Regions from separate parts of the Gossypium hirsutum genome. Here region 2 is linked to region 1. Evidence: chromatin contacts called from public Hi-C data. All regions are on one chromosome and are shown on one strand. Each heading gives the region's core, a stretch centred on a gene start, on an enhancer-like site or on the middle of the called end of the contact. The rest is flanking DNA. Distances are from core to core; before and after follow the strand shown. Region 1 holds the start of LOC107948130 (nicotinate N-methyltransferase 1). Region 2 holds the start of LOC107948120 (UDP-glycosyltransferase 73D1).

Evidence for each region. A called contact is a pair of places that touch in the nucleus more often than the background predicts.
Region 2: a Hi-C map of leaf shows a contact between it and region 1, with 2.1 times the contacts expected there. The contact joins the promoter of LOC107948120 here to the promoter of LOC107948130 in region 1. A contact is called at or near these places in 2 of 34 Hi-C or Micro-C datasets (both in leaf).

Annotation. Positions count from the first base shown.
Region 1 is chrA04:63,778,899-63,784,306 of Gossypium_hirsutum_v2.1, reverse strand. It overlaps LOC107948130 (nicotinate N-methyltransferase 1), which reads left to right and starts at 1,696. Exons shown (of 4, transcript XM_016882597.2): 1 at 1,696-2,316; 2 at 2,473-2,806; 3 at 3,099-3,163; 4 at 4,739-5,126. The coding sequence starts at 1,930. The coding sequence ends at 5,038.
Region 2 is chrA04:63,916,961-63,922,813 of Gossypium_hirsutum_v2.1, reverse strand. It overlaps LOC107948120 (UDP-glycosyltransferase 73D1), which reads left to right and starts at 3,158. Exons shown (of 1, transcript XM_016882589.2): 1 at 3,158-4,925. The coding sequence starts at 3,253. The coding sequence ends at 4,719.

The DNA of each region.
Region 1 (5,408 bases), core at 447-2,946:
TAAAACAATCTGGACGTATTTGGTACAATCGTCTTAGTGAATATTTGTTAAAGGAAGGCTATAAAAATGATCTAATCTACCCATGTGTTTTTATAGAAAGGTTTGAATCAAACTTTTTTATAATTGCTATTTATGTTGATCATCTAAATATTATTGGAACTCCTAAAGAGGTTCAAAATGCAGTAAATTATTTAAAGAAAGAATTTGAGATGAAAGATCTTGGAAAAACAAAGTTTTGTCTCGGCCTGCAGATCGAACATTTAAAAGATAAAATTCATGTCTATCAGTCAACTTATACGAAAAAGATCTTAAAGAAATTTTATATGGATAAAGCACATCCATTGAGTACCCCAGTGATTGTACGATCATTAGATGTGAATAAAGATCAATTTCGTCCTTGCGAGAATGATGAAGAGTTTCTTGGTCTTGAAGTACCATATTTAAGTGCCATAGAAGCATTGATGTATCTTGCAAAACAACACAAGACCTAATATAGCTTTTGTTGTAAACTTGTTAGCAAGATTTAGTTCTTCTCCAACACATAGACATTGGAATGGGGAATTAAACATGTATTTAGATATCTCAGAGGGACCATTGATATTGGGTTATTTTATTCAAATGATTCAAAATCCCTATTAATTGGTTATGCTGATGCTGGATATTTCACGGATCCCCATAAAGGTCGATCTCAAACGGGATATTTGTTTACATGTAGAGGTACGGCTATATCATGGCGTTCGACAAAGCAAACATTAGTTGCTGCCTCTTCAAATCATGCTAAAATAATTGCAACGCGTGAGGCAAGCCGAGAGTGTGTTTGGATAAGGTTATTAACCCAACATATCCAGAAGATATGTAATTTGCATTTACAGGAAAATATGCCAACTATCTTATACGAAGATAATACAGCATGTATAGCTCAATTAAAGGGTGGTTTGAAACATATTTCACCAAAATTATTCTTCACTCATGATCTTGAGAAGAAATGTGACATAGAAGTTCAACAAATTCGTTCTACTGATAATTTAACAGATCTTTTTGCCAAGGCATTGCCAACTTCAACATTTGAAAGATTATGAAACAAGATTGGAATGCGTCGACTTAAAGATATAATGTGATGTTGCCATTAGGGGGAGTCTAAAACACATTGTACTCTTTTCCTTTAACCAAGATTTTGTCCCACTGGGCTTTCCTGGTAAAGGTTTTTAACGAGGTAACTTGTAATAGGAGATTGTGTACTCTTTTTCCTTCATTAGGTTTTTATCCCACAAGTTTTTCCTAATAAAGGTTTTAATGAGGCACATTCTTATTTAAAAGACATCCAAGAGGAGTGTTATAAATTAAATGGATGTCTATAACCCCCTTAAGCATATTAAAGTAATGAGATAAAACTCTTTACTTCATTTATAATCAGATCATTAAATGGAGTAATTAAGAAAATTTAGTTTATTAAATGTAATACATTTATTAATTGAATGTAAATGAGCTTATAAATAAAACCTTATAAATGAAAATAAGACAATGAATTTTTTTTTCATATTTTTCATCCACTTTTATTTATTATTTTATTAATTTTCTATAACATGAACCTTATAGTTTTTATGAAAATATCAAAGAATAACTTAAATGAAAAAAAAAGAAAAGAAAAGTTAAACTCCAATATAAAGACAATTACCAGCTAAAAGCCACTAACTTAAATAGAAAAAATTCAAAGAAATTACCAATTTTAGAAACAAAAGAAAATTGAAAAAGTTGCGATATTATTAATTTTTCTCCCGAAATGAGATAACAAGAATTACATAAGTACCCCCACCACAGCAATCAAATCTCAAATCTCAAATCTCAAATCTCCTACCCACCGAAACCTCAACTCAAACTCATCGAACCAGCGCAGCGAGAGATTGAAGATCAGATATTGAAGCCCCTATAATGGGTGACGTCAAGACAGCGGAGAGCAGTAACAAAGCTAGGCTAGCCATTATGGAGCTGGCCAACATGATAAGCGTCCCCATGTCTCTCAACGCTATCGTCCGCCTCAACGTACCCGATGCTATCTGGCAAGGAGGCGCCAACACCCCTCTCTCCGCCGTCCAGATTCTCTCACGGGTACTCCCTTACGGCGGCGGAGACCCTGAAAACCTCCAGCGTATCCTCCGTATGCTCACCAGCTACGGCGTTTTCGATGAACACCTTAATTGCAGCGGTGATGACTCCCACTCCCCGGAGAGAAAATACTCCCTAACTGACATCGGAAAAACACTCGTAACAGACGCTGAGGGTCTATCCTATGCACCATATGTCCTCCAGCACCACCAGGTAGGCCTATCCCACTTTTTCACTTTCAACCACAGATTCTCCCCAGATCTCTCCTTCATTTGATTGATTTATAGCGAAACCGTCATGTGTAGAAGAGTAGAGCTATGGGTTTTTACATGAAATAAGAAAGGTAATTGAGTGGAATAAATGTATTAGGATGCTTTGATGAGAGCGTGGCCATTGGTGCACGAAGCAGTGCTGAATCCGACATCGGAGCCATTCGTGAAGGCGAATGGGGAGGGAGCTTATAGTTACTATGGGAAGAAACCAGAAATGAACGGGCTGATGCAAAAGGCGATGTCGGGAGTTTCAGTGCCATTCATGAGAGCAATATTGGACGGCTATGATGGGTTGAAAGGCGTGAAGAGATTAGTTGATGTGGGAGGCAGCGCGGGGGATTGCCTCCGAATGATTTTGCAGAAATATCCCCATGTTGAGGGAATCAACTTTGATTTGCCTGAGGTCGTTGCCAAAGCACCTAGTATTCCGGGTCAGATTTTTCAGCTTTCTTGTTCACTAATCAATTTTACTTTCACCGCCTTTACTCCTTCGCTATCATTTAAAGAGATAATTACTCGGTAATTTAAAACCAAGATATCAAAAAATGAAAATATAAAAAATAAAATTTAATTTAATTTTTAAAAACTGTTATTAAAATAATTTGAAATTTGTTTAAGATATGATATTAATCTATTTTTTATTAAAATAATTAAAAGAAATGGTTGGGTATTGTTTTTATTAATTGAAGGGTGCGTGGTTGTTAAAGTGTTGATTGATTGTAGGCGTGACTCACGTTGGGGGTGACATGTTTGAGTCGATTCCAGTAGCTGATGCAATCTTCATGAAGGTGAATTTCATATTTCTTTAATAATTTACATATTTCACCTAATCTTTTTCTTTGATTTTTATAATTACGAATCATATTTTTTAAAATAGTATATTCACACAAATTATAAAGAAAGTAATAGTTTTAGGATAAATTATCTTTTTGACATGTGAACCATATTAATTGATGTGACATTAACATAAATATTAAATAAATGATAAATTTATGTCATACTTTGTTCCAACAATATATAAAATTATTCATAAGGTATTTTTTACTTTATTTACAGTAAATAAAAGGATTATTCATAATTAACTACTTTTTAATTAAACTCATTGTATGGATATGGAACTTTTGCTTTTGTAGTTAATGTAACAAAAAATTTAACTTCGTTATATTTTCAATCTGCCAAATTTTGTGAATTTAGTACATTTATTCTTGGGTTAAGAATAGTTAAATTTGATATTTTACTTTGAAATTATGGACAAATTTCCCATTGTAGAAATTTGTTTCAATTCTGCCACCCACTTTGTTTTTTAAATTAAAATTTACTATTCAGATTTAGCACAATTTGAGGATAATTTTTTTTTAAAAAACAGAGAGAGGTTATTTTGAATATCTTCTTTTAACAACAAATAATTTATAAGAATATTAAAACATAATAAATGAACATAAAGTTTTTATTTCATGAAAGAAAGACTTGAAAAACTTAAAAAAACAAAATATCTAAAAATTAAGTTTAGTTGTTATAAAATAAATTTTTAATTAGTTATTTTGTTATTGTTAAATATTATAATAAATACTAATTTTTTTATCTTCAAATTATTCAAAATTAAAATTGGATATCAAAATTCAAATAAAACAAACATAAAGTGCCAATTCAAATATTGAATTGAAAGATAGTGATAATTTTACTTTAGCCCAAGACAAATATTAAGAATCATTCAATGACGAATTTTAATTTGTAGAAAACAATGACAAGTTTTAATTTTATAGTGAGAAATTTGTCATTTAATCTTTGCGTTGCGGTAGCACCGGCAAGATTTCCAACCAATTGGGTCATCTCGGAACTTGGAACCACATTTTTCATTAAAATAAAATTTTGAATTGGAGTTTGGTTTCAGTTTGGGGCCTCTGAGTTGTCGTTTTGTTCATCATCTGCTTATTTATTGACACATTGACATTACTTATGTCACTGTTGGCAGGGCATTGGGTGGTCCATTAATTCTAGGGTAGCTTTAAAGCCCTCTTTAAAATGAATTCCTACTATATACAGAGCATTCACATTGACATTAATTCTAGGGCATTGGGTGATCCAATCCAAGCTTACGGTGACTTTAGGATTATCTTGTAAAATGAATTCATACTACATATATATTTTTTTAATATTTAAAATTACTCAAAAATAAGATATTTGAATATATGCCAAGGTCAGTGGTAAGATTTAGGGAGTTATAAGCATGTGGGCACCAAGTCCAGGATTCAAATCTTGGGTTGTAATGCTTATTCAGTATAATAAATATTTATGAATTAATGTCATTCCATGAATAGTGTCAAAGGCATTAATTTGACCAAATTTGACAATGGGTGATGCAGTGGGTGTTGACAACATGGACAGATGATGAATGTAAGGCGATAATGGAGAACTGCTACAAGGCACTTCCTGTGGGAGGGAAATTGATAGCATGCGAGCCAGTGTTGCCCAAGGAATCAGATGATAGTCATAGGACTCGGGCACTCCTGGAAGGTGACATTTTTGTGATGACGATTTACAGGGCCAAGGGTAAGCATAGGACACAAGATGAATTCAAACAGCTTGGTCTCTCTGCTGGTTTCCCTCATTTTCGAGCTTTCTATATTGATTACTTCTACACTGTCTTAGAGTTTCAAAAGTAGAACAGATCTCGGAATTACTGCCTGACAGACTCAGTAAAAGTATTTTATTAATAATTAATAATGATAAGAACCTCTTTGGCTGGCCTTATTTTAGTTTCTTAATTGTTTTCTTGAATTTTTTTTATTGGATGCAACATGATGAAATATCATGAGAAAAAGTTTCAGATTTTGAAAACATGAGAAGAAAATACTACGTTCAATGTGTACGTTTGAAAAGAGACAACATATGAGGGAATGCTCCTTCAGGAGCCTCAACATTAGGCATTTTAAGTTTGACTTCTTGCTGTTCATGCATAGTTTCAAACAGTGAAGTTCCATGGCCATATATAAGATTTATGTCTGATCGATACTAATAGGTATTGAACCCACT
Region 2 (5,853 bases), core at 1,909-4,408, 140 kb before region 1:
TCTAGACTTCGACCAGTGACCGTATCAAGCAATGTCACCCCAAAACTTAACTTCCCTAGGATGAATTTTTGAAGTAATGGTCCTATCCCGCCATGACATATGAAATGTATGTGTTCTGAAGCGCATTATCACATCCCCAACCCCTCAAATCTACCTATAAACCTTCGTGATTTCACCCTTAAACCTTAACCTTAAACCCTTAAAAACCCTAACCTCAACAAAAACCCTAAACCTGACAAAATTAAAAAACCCTAACCTAGGAGAGGCTTTCCCTCTCTAAAAATGATCTATTTCTCTAAATTAAAAAAAAACCCTAAAAGGCCAAATAAAGTTTTTTTTAGCATATATCAGTAATTTAGCCTGATAAAAATATAAATACGAAGAGTTGAATTTATGATTTTATATATTCTTAAACAAAAAGTAATTAATTGGTTGGTGTTCGGAAGAGTAAAGACACTATTATTCTTTTTTAAGACTTTTAAATTACTCATAATTTCAATATCTAAAATGTAGAATATAACGTGTTTGAAACCTATATCTTTCCATTTGAAACATTATTTATTGTTATATTTTATGCAATGCTCGTTACTGTAATAACCATACATTTTTTCTTATTATTAGTTTCATCAAACGAGGTGAATTCATCAAAATTTTAAATTTATTACTTTAGTTTATTTTGTATATTTTTAATCTTGTATCCAAAGGAATTCATCAAAATTTTGAATTTATAGCTTTTGATTTACCTTGTATATTTTATAATCATTTATTTGAAATCCAATTAATTTTTTATTTTAAAATTTTAGAATTTTAACTTTAAAATTAATTAATTATAAAAAAATATTTATTTTAATAGTAAAATTAATCCTTGAATTAATTGATTATCATATAATATAAATATAAATAATAATTTTTATAGGGTTGAACTTTGGACTGAATTTTTTATATAAATAATATAAAGTTTAATTCATAATCGATTAAAGATAAAACTATAATATAAATAAATTTGATTAAAAAAATATAAAATAAGCCATAATCGGTTAAAGATACAACTTAAAAAAGTTTAAGTCATAATATTAATTTATATGATATTAAATTATTTTATATTATAAAATAAATATAATTAATTATTCAAAACTAAAGTAATAATCAAATTATTAAAAATATGTAAAGATATTAAATTGGTTTAATAATTAAATGGGAATCAATGCAAATAAATTGAAAGTATATTAATTTAATAATTAATAAATTTGATGATATAATTCGAGATTTTCAGAAGCGTTATTGATTTGTCGGTTTGATTAATTTATTCGGTTTGATTAAGTAAATCATTAAAAAATTATAAAATATTAAATATTTGACCCAATAGATTTTGAACCTAGTTCAATCAATCTCTAACAATTTTTGGATTACCATGTCAATGCATTTCTCTAAATTGGTACTCCAATTGATTTCCTATCTAACCAATTCAAACAACCTTAATATTATTTTATTAAAAATAAAAATTTACATATTTATTTTTAAAATTCTTTTAATAAATTACTATCTTTAATTTGTTATCCGTTTATAAACTTATACATTAAAATACATCAAATATTATTTTGGGTACATGAATGCTAATTATTACCTTATTATATAAACTCTTATTTTCGTTTTTTTTTACGACTTTCAACATGTGGAACCTTTGACTTATTGGATTTAAATATATTTTTAGATAAGTTTTGGATAATTAACTACATTCTTTTTGTCATATAAATTAAATGTAAAAAATTGAGATATTAAATAAAAATTAAAATTAAAAAAAGTTATTTGACACAAATATAAAATATATACCTTATGGCGTGAGCACTTAGGTGTAAATTGATTTTAATATATCCCGTGCAAAGGGACATCATCAACAGAAATGTTTAACTGCAATTGACAACAAAAGAGAGTTTGGTTGCTCCAAAAAGTCAGATTTAACAACTTTGAAGACTCCGTCGACATGAAGAAAGACAAGTAAGGAGCACATTCACTTTCCCATTCCAATACATTAAGTAGTAGAATCAAATTTCTTGGAAGATACTTCAATTATATTTAAAAAGTCTCTTTTAGGTATTTTTAATAACAAATTGTGTGACTTCATTTTTTAAAAAAATTAATTAATATTATGCATTAATTTTTTAGCTCGGGATCAATTTCCCTCGATAATATTATTTTTAATTAATGTAAAAAATAAACAAAAATAACAAATAATAATAGTACGTTTTTTTATTCAATTGTATTTATGATTTCTGGTTGTATTTGAATTTAAAATTTTAAAATTTATGATTTTATAAAAAGGGTTAAATTAGGATTTAGTTCTAAAAGAGTCCAGGGTTGTAAAATTTTATACAAAAAATAGATTAATTTTAGAGTTAAAAATAATAATAGTTAATTTGATATTTCTTGTTGTATTATATTATTCGCAATGTTGTTTGAACTGAATTAGATCGGTCAGTCGGATTAGTTTAGAAAGTGATTTTGAACCAATTAAATCGAAAATCGGTATGAACTGATTGAATCGATTAAAAATAGTTGACTTGACGATTGAATCAATTGCTTGACTGATGAATCAATGACTTAACCGATTCGACTACCAGTCCAATTTAAAAAAAACATTAATTATTCATTTACTCTAAAAAAATATTGTTGGATCATCATAATGTAAATTAAAATCTAATATAATTAGTTAACAGTAAGAATTTTGGGATTAATTTCAGCATAGGACAATCTTAGGAAAAAAATATTTATGAAGAAGAAGGAAATAACGCGAAAGCTTCTTGATGTAATTGATTGAAGAAAGCGACAAAAAATGTTATCAACATCAAATCTGATATAAAACGAGGAAATAGAAGCTTAAAGACCAACCAATCTATCATCAGAGCTATGATTAGCGTGGTTGCCGGGGTAAAGCCACAAGGCCGACAAGTTGACTAATTCAACACCAAACATAGGGCATGAGATGACTTAATCAAACACAAAATCCAAGTCAAGTCAATTATATATATATTAGTTAGATAGATATTGATAGAAAAAATGAAGTAAACGATATTATACATACTAATTATTTAACATTCCCTTTTAACTAATATATATTTGGACTTATTCAAAGTCAAGCTCACCTTATAAGACCTGCAATTGGTAAGAAACCTTCAAAAAAACGTATAGACGTGATATTAAGAACAAAATTTAGGTGACCAACTCGACTGGCCAAAGTTGGAATTGTTCGTCTCAATGGCCGAGCAACTACACTTCGTGTTGATCCCGCTCATGGCGCAAGGTCATATGATTCCTATGATTGACTTGGCCAAGCTTCTTGCAGAACGAAGGGTGATGGTAAGCTTAGTCACTACGCCCCACAATGCGTCCAGGTTCGACTCGGTCATCCAACGAGCTACCCAATCAGGGCTTCAGATCCAAGTAGTGAAAATCCCATTTCCATGCCGGGAAGTCGGACTCCCTGTGGGATGCGAGAACCTTGACACTTTGTCTTCCAGGGATCTATTGAAAAGGTTCTACAATGCACTCGGAATGTTGCAAGAACCATTGGAACGATTCCTGGAGCAACAAAAGCCGCTTCCCAGCTGCATAATATCAGATAAGTGTCTTTCCTGGACTTCCAAAACTGCTGAAAGGTTTAACGTTCCCAGGATTGTTTTCCATGGGATGGGCTGTTTTTCATTGCTGTGCTCTCACAATGTGAAGCTTCACAAGGCTCATCTTTCGGTTGCTTCGGATACGGAACCGTTCGTGGTGCCGGGATTGCCACAAACGGTGGAGATAACAAGGGCTCAACTTCCTGGAGCATTTGTTAGTCTGCCAGACCTGGACGATGTTCGGAACAAGATGCAAGAGGCCGAAATGAGTGCTTTCGGTGTTGTCATAAACAGCTTCAATGAACTAGAGCAAGGGTGCGTGGAACAGTACCAGAAGGCTATAAAGAAAAAGGTTTGGACCATTGGACCGGTTTCTTTATGCAACAAGATGAACTTGGACAAATTTGAAAGAGGAAACAAAGCATCGATCAAGGAACAAAAATGCATGAAATGGCTCGACTCGAAGGAACCAAGGTCAGTTATTTACGCTTGCCTGGGTAGCCTATGCCGTCTAGTTCCAGCACAACTAATAGAACTGGGGTTAGGTCTAGAAGCATCACAACAACCATTCATTTGGGTAGTCAAAACAAGCGATGAAAGAGCTGAGGAGCTAGAGAAGTGGTTTTCAGAGCAGAAATATGAGGAGAGGATCAAAGGGAGGGGGCTTTTGATCAAGGGTTGGGCTCCACAAGTTCTTATCTTATCCCACCCTGCAATAGGAGGGTTCATAACTCACAGTGGTTGGAATTCAACCATAGAATCTGTATGCTCCGGGGTTCCAATGATAACATGGCCTCAATTCTCGGAACAATTCTTTAACGAAAAACTCATCGTCCAAATTCTGAAGATCGGAGTTGGGGTTGGGGTTGAAGTCTCCGTTAGATGGGGTGAAGAAGAGAAACTGGGGGTGTTGGTGAAGAAACATCAAGTTGAGAAAGCCATAGATATGTTGATGGATGGCGGTGAAGAAGGCGAAAACAGAAGAGTTCGAGCACGAAAGCTTGCTGAAATTGCAAGGAAGTCTCTGGAAAACGGTGGATCATCTTACTGCAACATGTCACTCTTAGTGAGAGACATATTGGAGGAAATCACTAAGTCTCAGTAACACCCTCCATCTGCAGGTTTAATTTAAACGTTCGTAAACCATTACAAAAGGTTGGATTTCCTCTTTTCTTTTCTCTCGGAAGGCCTTTGAATGTATAATTGCGAGTAACCTCTAAACAATTTCTATTTTAATACCTTCATTATTGTTGAAGTAATCTTCTTTTCTATGTAAGTTCAAGTGATCTTCAAATCATTCTTTCTTATCTACTATACTACTACTACTACTACTACTATTATTATTATTGTTATTATTATTAAAAAGTTCAAGTAAACTTGCGTTGCACAAATTCAAATATTATTTAAATACTAAATTAGATTTTTCTAGTATATATTATATTCTCAAAAAGAAAAATTTAGGTTCAAATTTTGAAAACAATATTATTGAAAAGAATAACAAAAAATTCTAAAAGAATTAATCTATTCCCATATTAAGGTTTGGACTTTTTTATATTTAAGTTATTCTTTAAACTTGACAATTATTATTACATTGGAGCATAAACACAATTGTTCCCACATTAAAGTCTGAACTTCAGATACGATGTTGGGATTTAGTACTCTTAGTGTAGTTGTTCGTTATTAATACTTGTAATTTTTCTTTTTAAATAGATTGGTTAATAAAATTTCATAGTTAAAGTTATTATATTTTGTATATTTGTCCTCAATGGTTTATTCATGAAAAACAAAATGTATAAGTAAATATTGGCTCATTGGTTACCTAACATTTAACTAATATTAATTTACATCATGTGACTAAATCGTGATGCAAGAAGACAACTTATATTAATAGGTAATCTAAATGGTCCATTATTTGAAGAATCAAAATTAAGCAAATTGATTCAACGACTATATAAGTTCAAGTAATCTCCTTTTCTATGTAAGTTCAAGTGATATTCAAATCATTCTTGCTTATCTATTATTATTATTATTAGTAAGAAGTTGAAATGAACTATAGATAGTTGCATTGCACAAACTTCGAATATTATTTAAATGCTAAAATTAGATTTTTTTTAGTCTTAGGTTAAGCGATAAGGTACATTATATTTTTTCAAAAAAATATATAGGTTCAAACTTTGAAAACAACATTATTGAAAAGAATAATAATAAATCTCGAAAGAATTAATCTATTCCCATATTA